Regions from separate parts of the Zea mays genome. Here all the other regions are linked to region 2. Evidence: chromatin contacts called from public Hi-C and HiChIP or PLAC-seq data. All regions are on one chromosome and are shown on one strand. The core of a region is the stretch at or near the end of the contact, and the rest is flanking DNA. Distances in the headings are between cores, read along the strand shown.

What was found. A called contact is a pair of places that touch in the nucleus more often than the background predicts. HiChIP or PLAC-seq counts read pairs in DNA pulled down with a chosen protein or histone mark.
Region 1: an H3K4me3 HiChIP or PLAC-seq map of leaf shows a contact between it and region 2, with 4 times the contacts expected there. The contact joins the promoter of LOC103650306 here to the promoter of LOC100283028 in region 2. A contact is called at or near these places in 7 of 25 Hi-C or Micro-C datasets (bundle sheath, ear, endosperm and 3 more) and 1 of 3 datasets of contacts at active chromatin or transcription factors (leaf).
Region 3: a contact with region 2 is called in a Hi-C map of leaf, with 4 times the contacts expected there. The contact joins the promoter of LOC100502231 here to the promoter of LOC100283028 in region 2. A contact is called at or near these places in 7 of 25 Hi-C or Micro-C datasets (ear, endosperm and leaf) and 1 of 3 datasets of contacts at active chromatin or transcription factors (leaf).

Annotation. Positions count from the first base shown.
Region 1 is chr3:106,852,692-106,856,097 of Zm-B73-REFERENCE-NAM-5.0, forward strand. It overlaps LOC103650306, which reads right to left and starts at 2,125. Exons shown (of 6, transcript XM_008675913.4): 1 at 1,124-2,125; 2 at 956-1,011; 3 at 8-832. The coding sequence starts at 2,076. It also overlaps the pseudogene LOC103652059.
Region 2 is chr3:106,503,041-106,506,105 of Zm-B73-REFERENCE-NAM-5.0, forward strand. It overlaps LOC100283028, which reads right to left and starts at 1,669. Exons shown (of 2, transcript NM_001371893.1): 1 at 1,163-1,669; 2 at 1-377. The coding sequence starts at 1,615. lox12 (linoleate 9S-lipoxygenase12) reads right to left here. Exons shown (of 6, transcript NM_001112527.1): 6 at 2,284-3,065. The coding sequence ends at 2,416.
Region 3 is chr3:106,874,546-106,878,041 of Zm-B73-REFERENCE-NAM-5.0, forward strand. LOC100502231 (ATPase 4 plasma membrane-type) reads right to left here and starts at 2,178. Exons shown (of 21, transcript NM_001323633.1): 1 at 1,763-2,178; 2 at 1,173-1,292; 3 at 987-1,085; 4 at 757-894; 5 at 517-651; 6 at 247-426; 7 at 1-154. The coding sequence starts at 1,816.

The sequences.
Region 1 (3,406 bases), core at 875-3,374, 350 kb after region 2:
AAATTACCAGTAGACATAATTAGTTCGTCGATCAACTCGTTGTCCACCTGGGAATTATTACTGGCATCAATTAAAGCCAAACCAGCACCACCACCACTAAGTGGCTTTGATGCAGCCTGGGTCTGCAAACTGTCATCAGCCAAATTCAGCCCGCCAGCACCATCCGTCATACCAGCAAGTATCGAACAGCTTGGAACCAGATCGTAAAGGCTGCTAAGATTCGCATCCTCGCCAACATTTTCTGGTGTCTGATCAAGATCACCAGGTGAGAGATCGGTAAGGCCAATTTTTGGTTCCAGAACGAGTGCTTCGGCAGACTTAGGTACTAGCAGAGCATACTGAGCAGAACAAGAGGAGGAAGTTGGCATCAAAGTTGTCGGCTCATTGAAAGTCGAATCTTCAGACTCAACACCTGTTCCTATCGTTGAGCCATAATTGTTCTGATTCCCTTGCAGAACCACCATCCCCATGACTAAAGCTCCATCGTTTGGCTTATTATGATCACTCTGTAAGGAATTATCCCGCATGACCGTGTCTTCTGCTACCTCCTCCATTGGAAAAGAATCATTTCCATGCTTTTCAGAATAATCTTCATTCTCTCCTTGTTCCTTATCATCTCCGTCCCGATAATCCATGTTATCCTTGTCAATCCATCTCCCATCTTTGAGAACCTTATCAACTTTGAAGAAGATCTCGTAAAGCCCTTCACCAACTATTATTTCTGCAGACTCCGGAATATGATTCACATCCGTCACTGCCACCAAAATACGGACCACCCCCATTTTCCGAGTGTATCGCATATCCACTTTCTGTGTTGCACCCAAAATAGATCCTACTGCCCACAAAGGAAGAAAGGAGCGGATCTCAAAAGGAACCCCATAAACATTCACCCAAGCTTTCTGCAGATAAGAAATTGGTTCTATTTTTTGGTTAACCTCCTGAATAACTAAAATACCTTCTCCACCCAGTGTATGAACATACTTCATAGCTATCATGCGTTGAAGCTCAACCCTGCATGGAAACGGTACTAGAAAACTGTCTGCATGCTTCTGAACTGACCAATTCCACTTCACTGGTATAAGTTTAGAGAGTTCAGACTTAACAAGTTCAGCAGTAACATTACCTTCCTTCACGGTTATGAATGCAGTTACACCATCCGACCTTGGAATAACACCCTTTGCACCCCCAAGTATGAATCTGGAAGAAACCAGACTCACCACCTGCAAAACCACATAGAGCTGCCTGCGGCTTCGGTCCGTTAAACACCGGGCACTCCTCGGGGACATGATTGTCTTCGCAAATTTCACAACAAAGTTCATCCCGTCGTTTCTTCCCCTTGTCAGCAACGCCGGATGTAACGTCTGCAACCTGTTTACAAGCCGGCTCGGTCTGCATACCACTACTGTGAGCTACAATCACCCTGGCATCAGAGCCGAACGACCCACCATACGTGTGAAACCGGTTGCCGCGGCGACGCCATGAACCACGCCCTCGAACTTCCCAGTTTTCCCGACCACGGGACGACCAACTGTCAAGACCCGAGGAACGACCACGTACCTGCTGGCGTCGGCGATCCATCACTCTCCAGCCCTCAGGATCAGTTTCCTCCTTAGCCATGTCACTAGAGTTGATGGCCGACTTGAGGACGTCGGCGTACGTTTTGAGAACAGGAAATGGCGGCTGGTGATAGAATGGCGAGAGAACAGGGTTCCCAGGTTTTGGCGTACTAAAAACTTTCTGACGGAGTAAATGAAGGCCAGGATTACGGCTGGCCCAGCAGAGAGTGGCTGACGCCAGAAAACACTGCGAACCCGTTTCCTTCTGCGGGCTCAATTCTTGCGCTGGTGTCTGGCCCACAGAGTAAGAAGGCTGGTACACAACACGCGAACGTGATCCCTCAGTAAAGTCGTCCAGCACACATGGCGGAATTAGCGGCACATACTGTTTCCTTTCCAAATGAACTGGAGAGATATTTGAATTTGAACGGCATAGAGGAATCAGATCGAAATGGCTGACTTCCTTCCTCAACGTCGGCGAGCAAATGCGTCGAGCAGCAGCCTTCTTTGCTGAAGCCATCACATGGCCGAGAGTAACGACCGGTGACGAACTTTGCTTCAGCAAGGAACCTTCCCAGGGATTGATCACAGCAGCAAGTTTTTGAGTACGTACCTTAGGCAACGCATGGCGCCCAACAGTCCGGCGAAAAAAATCCTCGCACCTCCTTGAAAACAGCTTCCTTGCCGCCTGGTCCTCCTCCAGACGGATTGCCGAACGCTTAATCCGCGCAAGGCGATGAGCTTCCGTCCACCAAAACCGAGGACGAGGTCCCACAAGCCTCCCACCGACTATCGCCATCGATGTCCTCGGTTATGAGAAACCTATCTGTTTCAAATACATTGCACACGAAAACAGGGGTGTATGTTGGAGAGAGAGAGATAGAGAGAGAGGGAGAGAGAGAAAGAGAGAGAGAGGGAGAGAGGGCTACTTAGCTACAGTTGTTCATGCCACTACCTCACCTCCAGGAAAGGAGCCTGCATCTAGTAACAGAAGCAATCATCCTCACAATCATCGTTAGAATATAGAAAATGATTATGTACGGCCATCTAAAGAGACAGACAGAAGCATTTCTCAACCTAGAATTGCTAGACCTGGTGTATATTCTGAGCTGGTTAATTTCAGGTCATCTAATAATGGAAGCACTCATTAGGCAACGTAGATGGGTACTAACTATTCTTATCAGATTTTATCCGATAGCGATTCTTCTAATAACAAGGCACATAGTCAACGTAACTTTCCTGAGGGAAAGATGGCTTATAACCCTTCTCTGAACAATGAACTCAGGAAGGGGTACCCAAAAGCTGGTTATGCAAAGCCAAAGCAGAGTTTTTTAGGACCATCTGTGATGAATTCCAGTTCACCATCATAAATAAGGAGTCAAGGGCATCGTAGCCTGCCCCATGCAAAACATCATTCTAATCATTTTAATTCAGATGTCAGGCGAGATGAAGTACAAACTCGGAATCCATCAGGTCCCAATACTTTTATTGGTTCTGGCAACAAAATTTAGGGTTCTACAGGAACGATAAAAGCTCATAGTGGAGGACCTCAATCTAACTTAAGATCATTGAAGTCATTGCGGTCAGTTGAGCAGTATTACCATACACTGCAGCAAATGAAATGGGGTCCAATGACCGAGCATGTTCTGGATAATCTTCATTACAAGATAGATGTGTTCTAGGCAAATCAAGTACTCAAGCTGCTTCATGACCACACTGTCGCTCTTGGTTTCTTTCAATGGTTAAAAAGGCAACCTAGATTCAAACATGATGGTCATACTTACATGATATGCATCATTGGACAAGCCAGACAATTCATCGCTTTGAAGAAACTTCTGGATGAGATGAGC
Region 2 (3,065 bases), core at 419-2,918:
GCCCTTTGTTCTGAGATTGATCCTTGATGAGCTATTGATTCTGGCGTCTGGGCCTTTGCAGCCACAGCTATTGGAGACATCACTAGTAGCAGGAGTACCACGAAACAAACGCTCTGCACAGCTGAGCTTATTGGGAAAACTTGACCATAGATTATGAGAATCATCAAGTATCCAGCAACAGTAACAGCAATGAGGGAGAAAGCGTCTAGGAATTTCTTCTCATACCGTTCATGTGGATTGTGGACATCCACAAAATACATGAGCGCCAAGGTGACGGCCGTGGGTAAAACTGCCAGCATCAGTATGAAAGAGCTGGGATCAATGCCAAGAGTGCGGTAAATTTGGACAAGTATTGCCCCACTTAGGCCTAGAAAACCCTGTTGCAAAAGTAAACAGAAATGAATTGAGGTAAGCTGGGGTCAGTCAAAACTGCCAGCATCAGTATGAAAGAGCTGGGATCAATGCCAGAGTGCGGTAAATTTGGACAAGTATTGCCCCACTTAGGCCTAGAAAACCCTGTTGCAAAAGTAAACAGAAATGAATTGTGGTAAGTTGGGGTCAGTCAAAACTGCCAGCATTAGTATAGAACTGCAGGTGTGATCATAGGAATTAATCTCTTGTCAATTGGCTATCAGGTGTCGTACAGATATATCTGTTTTCTTTCTAGCTGCTTGCTCAAACATCTGTATGTCCGTTTGTTAATGGAAATGGGGAAGCCCTCGGTTTGGGAAACAAAAAAAGGAATTTCCTGCCAATTGGCTGGGAGTAAATCAACATAGTTCGGGTTCAAATCGAAACTGACAAATCAATAGCTTTCATAATAGACTGAAGTTTGATGCAGAATGAAGATAAAGTTGTAGAATCTGATCCAAACAGTTTTAGTGGGACAGCGGCATCCAGGAGCAGGACATGATCAAAACCATGGTATCCAATAAGGCACCAGATCTCATAAGCAAAGTACTGAATGTCTCCAGCCCAATGATAACTCTACTGTTGTCTGTTGTTGATATGGAAGGCAACTACCCAAGTCTACAAGATCGTCTGTCTATAATAATGCTTAAAAGAAAGTACCAGGTAGCACAGTCCAGTCAGGGGTCTCAATTTTATCTTCTCGACCGCATTCCGAAATAATGGGCAAGGAAAAGGAATTGAGTTGACCTGCCTTCATGATGCCGATGACAGTGCCTCGTCGGTCGGGGAAGTTCTCGACGGCGGAGACAACATCGGCGGTGTTGAAGAAGGTCTGCGCCTGCGCGGCGAGCAGCATGTAGAGGCAGACGAGCGGGAGCGGCGCGGGCGCGACCCCCGCGACGGCTAGCCACATGGGGAGGTAGCCCGCGGCGCAGAGCAGGGAGCCGGCGAGGAGGACAATCCAGGGGCGCCTGCGGCCCCCCGGCGCCCAAGCGACGAGGAAGCCCGAGAGGACCCCGGCGTTGGCGCCGACGTCCTTGAAGAAGGCGACGGCGTCGAGCGCGAACTGGTCGTAGCGCTGCGAGGCCTTGAGCGTCTGAGAGTAGACGCCGAAGCAGTAGGAGCTCCCCGCGCAGCATTGGATGAGCGCGCTGGCGGCTAGCGCCGACCACCGCGTCCGCGCCCGTGGCATCGGCATCGGCATCGGCGACGGGAAGGGGAATTGGACGCCGCCGAGGCGCCGAACCGTGGTTTGCTGCGACTCTGGCATCCCATATGTTCGCAGCAATAAATAATTAAATATGACTTTTTCATATTTTTTCTTTTTCTTTTTAAATAAAGATTGCCAACACACGACGCCTAGGACAGGCCAAACCATCTCCCTGTCTGGTTAATCAAAACTTATATAAATTAAAGAAGTAATCTGATTCGAAATGATTTCACCTAGACAACCGAACGGCTTATAGAGATAGGTTATACCAAATTTAGTCTATGCATATTGGATGTTTAAATAATAATTATATGTATTAAATATAATGTAATTATAAAACTAATTACATAAATAAAGACGAAAAGGCAAGTTCAAATCTATTGAACCTATATTTAACACTTATAATTGATATCTAAATATTTGATGTGACATAAACTAAAATTTAATAAAAATAAACCAAACAGCCCTTAGTTGTGACAACTAATTTAGATATTTCCGGTAGACAGTTCTTAGCAGTTCATTAATTTGATTTGGTACAAACAGGTCAAATCCCTTTATTTGAAGTCATTCGAACGAGCGCTTCTGGTAAAGAGTGACATATTCATGTAATGGATTTTCTTTAAAAAAAGAAAAGAAAAATGTTATTAGACCCTTTCAACAGATTTAAATTCCAAACCAATCATCGCAATAAAACATATTAACACAATGATGCTCACAACGAAATTAAACCGACAACCATAATCAGATCCTCTGCAACAAAACAATAAAAAAAAAAGGAGCGAGCTTGTCAATTGTCATATGGAGACGCTGTTGGGTATCCCTTTGCCGGTGATCCCCTTCTCCTTGCCGCCGACGTCCGGGAACAGCAGCGTGTACGGCACCTTGGCGGGTCCCTTCCGGTTCTTGAGTCGCGGGTCCCTGTTCCTCTCCGTAATCCGCTTCTCCACCCGGCGGAGCTCCTCCCGGAACCTGTCGAGCAGCTGCAGCACCTCCCCATCGTCGGTCCACGCCGCGGTGGCGCGCTGGCCCAGGTAGAGCTCGTCGGAGGTGTGGTTGGAGAGCACCTCGATGAGCGTGAGCCCGAGCGTGGCGGTGAAGCGGTCGGGCACCGTGTCGAGGAAGAACCTGTCCGGGTCGGCCTCCAGCTGCGCCATCTCCGGGGAGTCCGGCAGCGGCACGAAGCGGCGGCACCGGGTGGGGCGGTTGGGCATGTACCCGGCGTAGCCGTACTGGCCGAAGTTGACGGCGGCGTGCAGCGCGGAGGCGATCCAGATGAGCGTGGACAGCGACTCGGCGAGGTTGGCCACGGAGTCGAGGTCCAGCCAGCACGCCGGGTCGCGCTGGCGGTCGCCGTGGCCGACGCGGCGGACGTCGTCCCACCACGCCTGCAGCTCCGCGTCGGCGGCCACCGCGGCGTCGGAGTGGTAGAAGTGGGCGCAGTAGG
Region 3 (3,496 bases), core at 928-3,427, 370 kb after region 2:
GCATGGCTATGGGGATGCCTCCAATGAGAAGGACGAGGAGGTTGTCGATCCCAGGGCGGTAAGCCCTGTGCTGGATAGGATACATGACAATGATCTCAACAAACATCCCCACAGCAATTGAGCAAATACAGAAGTTCCCGATAGCCGTCAGGACCTGCACCAAGAAAGTGATATAATGTAAACAACTAAGTATATTGACAATTCAGTCCAGAGTATATGCATAGGAGACAGGGTGTCCAATATTGCCTTCTGGAAATGGCCAACTTGGTTTGTGGAGTCAACAAGGTGAGCAGCCTTTCCGAAGAAAGTGTGGACACCTGTGGCAATCACAACAGCTTCGATTTCACCTTGCTTGACCGTCGAACCAGAATAGACACCATCACCGGGACCTTTAGTGACCGGCAGTGACTCTCCGGTCAGAGCAGACTACAATGCAAGAGAAGTATAAGGAAAAAGATCACTGGAGCTCATCAAAGGCCAAGTTATTTTACAACAGGTGTTGGCAATGGGAAGAACCTGATCGATCTTCAAAGGATCCCCCTCAAGGAGGCGTGCATCTGCAGGTATAATATCTCCGAGTTTAATACTAACAATGTCTCCTGGTACAAGAATGGCTGCGTCTTCCTCGGTCCATCGGCCATCACGAAGAACCTGAAGAAAGGAAAGTCAGTTCAAACTTTTTGGAAGGGCTCAGCAAACGCATGAAGCTTTCCTTGGGAACACAGTGAAACTGCATAGAGGTTGTCTGTGACAAACCTTGGCTTTAGGTGCGAGGCGAGCCATGAGGGCTGCTGCAGCATTACCAGCATTGTTTTCCTCGATAAAACTGATTGTTGAGTTGATGACAAGCAGAGTTATGATACCGACAAAGTCCTGCCAATCTGGTGGCTTCCCCTGATGACATAATCAAAAGACAACTACAACTAAGAATACAGCACAATCATAGATGAAATTTTGAAGTCTGTTAGTAGGTTTCTGTGTCTTACCCCTCCATTGGCAAGAGCAATGGCCATGATTGCTGCAGCCTCCATGACCCAGGACAGTGGGTTCCACATGAAACCCAGAAACTTGAGGAATTTGCTCTCCTGTGGCCATCAAAATCCCAGCTATAAGCAACTATTATATATTTATACGCGTTCTACCCAGCAAGTTGGGGTAAAAAGGAAACAAACCTCCTTCTCCTCGAGCTTGTTTGGGCCAAAGATTTCGAGGCGCTGCTGCGCCTGCTCGGTGGAGAGACCCTCGCGGCTGCATCTCAGATTCTCGAACACTTCCTCGAGGGGGATGTTCTCCTGCAGAGAAGAGAGAAGAAAAGCAACACAATTGCTTATGATGCCGCGAACTCTTCTGAGAGAATTTTGCCTACTACTGTTGCTACTACGTGGAACGAGTATGGCCCAAATGCTTACTCTCTAGGATGTACCAGTTCCTAGAGAGAAGCGAAAAGGAGAAGCGAAGGAAGCAGATTTGATGGGGGAAAAAAAGCTAGGTAGGTAGAGAAATGGAACGTCACTATGCCAAAATGTCAGTCACCTAAAATTCAGGACCACAAACCAGCTAGCATAAAGTTTTCATTCTTTCTTTCTTCTTCGGCTAGACTCTAGACTAGAGAGATGCGAATTTCGTAGAAGAGGAGCAGCAATCTGGTCTAGGAAAATGGGACTAGAAAGGCGGAAGCTTTCATTTTTCTTCCTTCCCAACAAGACATCGTGCAACACACACACACACAAATTGGTGGGGCAGAAGGAGAGGAGAGACATACCAGGTCGACGGCCTCCTTGAGGACGGCCTCGAGGTTGCCCTCCTTCTCAGCCATGGGGGAGGCGCCTCCTCACGGATCTCCTTTCACCTCGTGTGTCCTGTGGTGGGTTGTCCTTGCAGTTACAGATTTATATGGAAACGAGAATGAGGCGGCCGGAGGAGGGCAGGGGAAGCTTGCTCGCTGGTGAATGTGGGTTTGGTTTTCAGACGGGTGGATGGATGGATGGATTGGGGTGGGTGGGAAGTGCGAGGGCGGGATGGGGATGAGGTTGAGGGGGGAGTGAGGAAGAAGAAGGTGTCAGGCGACACCGCGACAGACAGACAGGGGAGTGGGAGTCCACAACGGTAACAGGATTGAGATGCGATGGAATGCCAAAGGAAAAGAAGAAAAGCGAACCAAGCGGATAAAGAAGGAAGGGAGACTGGGAGAGAGAGAAGAAAAAACATGTAGAGCACTCTCGTCCTGCCTGCTGCCTGCTGGAGCTCGGTGACGGCTAGGCGTGTGAACTGTGAAGGGTTGCCTGCTCTACTCATGCATGCAACACAGAAAAGCTAATTAAGGTCAAATTAAAAAAATGGCAGCTGATATAATCTAATCCTCTGCTGGATGTCCGGCGCCATCTGTTCTGTCCTGCTTTGGCGCCGGTAGAGAATAATAGAATAGAAGGGTAGCTTGTGGTAGGTCACAAATGAGATGTACGTGACGTGAATTAAGCAGCACACATCAATCCACACTTTTAGCTGGCAAATCAAACCTAACTGATTCTGAGTATATATGTGGATTTTTCTTTTCTTGATGAACATCTTGAATTAATGAGACTTGTATACTTCTTCTCTCTCTCTTGGATTTGTTTCTTGATGAACCACATGATATATATATATATACATGTGATGGAACTGAGAGTGATGTACATGCAATGCAAGTATGCAACTGAGACAAACCTAGCTCACTTCCTCCGACCAAACTACTACTGCTGTTTGGTAGATAAAGAAATCAAGCCAGAGCGAGAGATCAACAGAAAGATTTACTAGCTAGTACCACAACATGTAGGCCACAAAACAAGGTCAGAGGAGTTTTGATTAGACTGCCAGCGACAGCTGAAAACAACTCGCGCGCAATCGATATCGCCAGTGGTCCAATTAAAAAAAATACAGGGAGAACAAATTAAACCTGGTCAGATTTCAGACCTTGCGCTTTTTTTAAGAGAGAGAGAGAAGGAGAACAGATGGAGATTTTTCCCCCTCTTCTTTTCATTTCAGAAAGGCAATGATTTCAGAAAGGCAAGGGGGTAAAGGCAAACCATGCATGCAACAAAGGTGGTGGTCTGAAATGCAGGCACACAACCAAAGCAAGGCAAGCAAAAAGTGCAACTGACGACAAGGCAGGCAGGCAGGCGCTTTACGGTGGTGCAATCACAGTCATCAACTTTATTAGGCATAGGCAACACCAATCTGTATCTACTGCGACGACAATCATCAGCGCACCAGTCTGGCATCAGGCACGTACTACTGGCATAGCACGAAGTTTGGAGCTGAACGTGTCCGAAACAGGGTTTAATTTAATTAAGCATTTTTTTCATACGGAGCGAACTTTATTAATTCCCTTGCTCTGAACTTACATCTACATACAATCTGGCCACAAGATGAGTTGCAATTGATGCCACAAAACGCCACATGCGTCACGTGTGGGCGGCTGTAGATGAAGATGCTGGACATGTATTCCTCAAATGCAGAC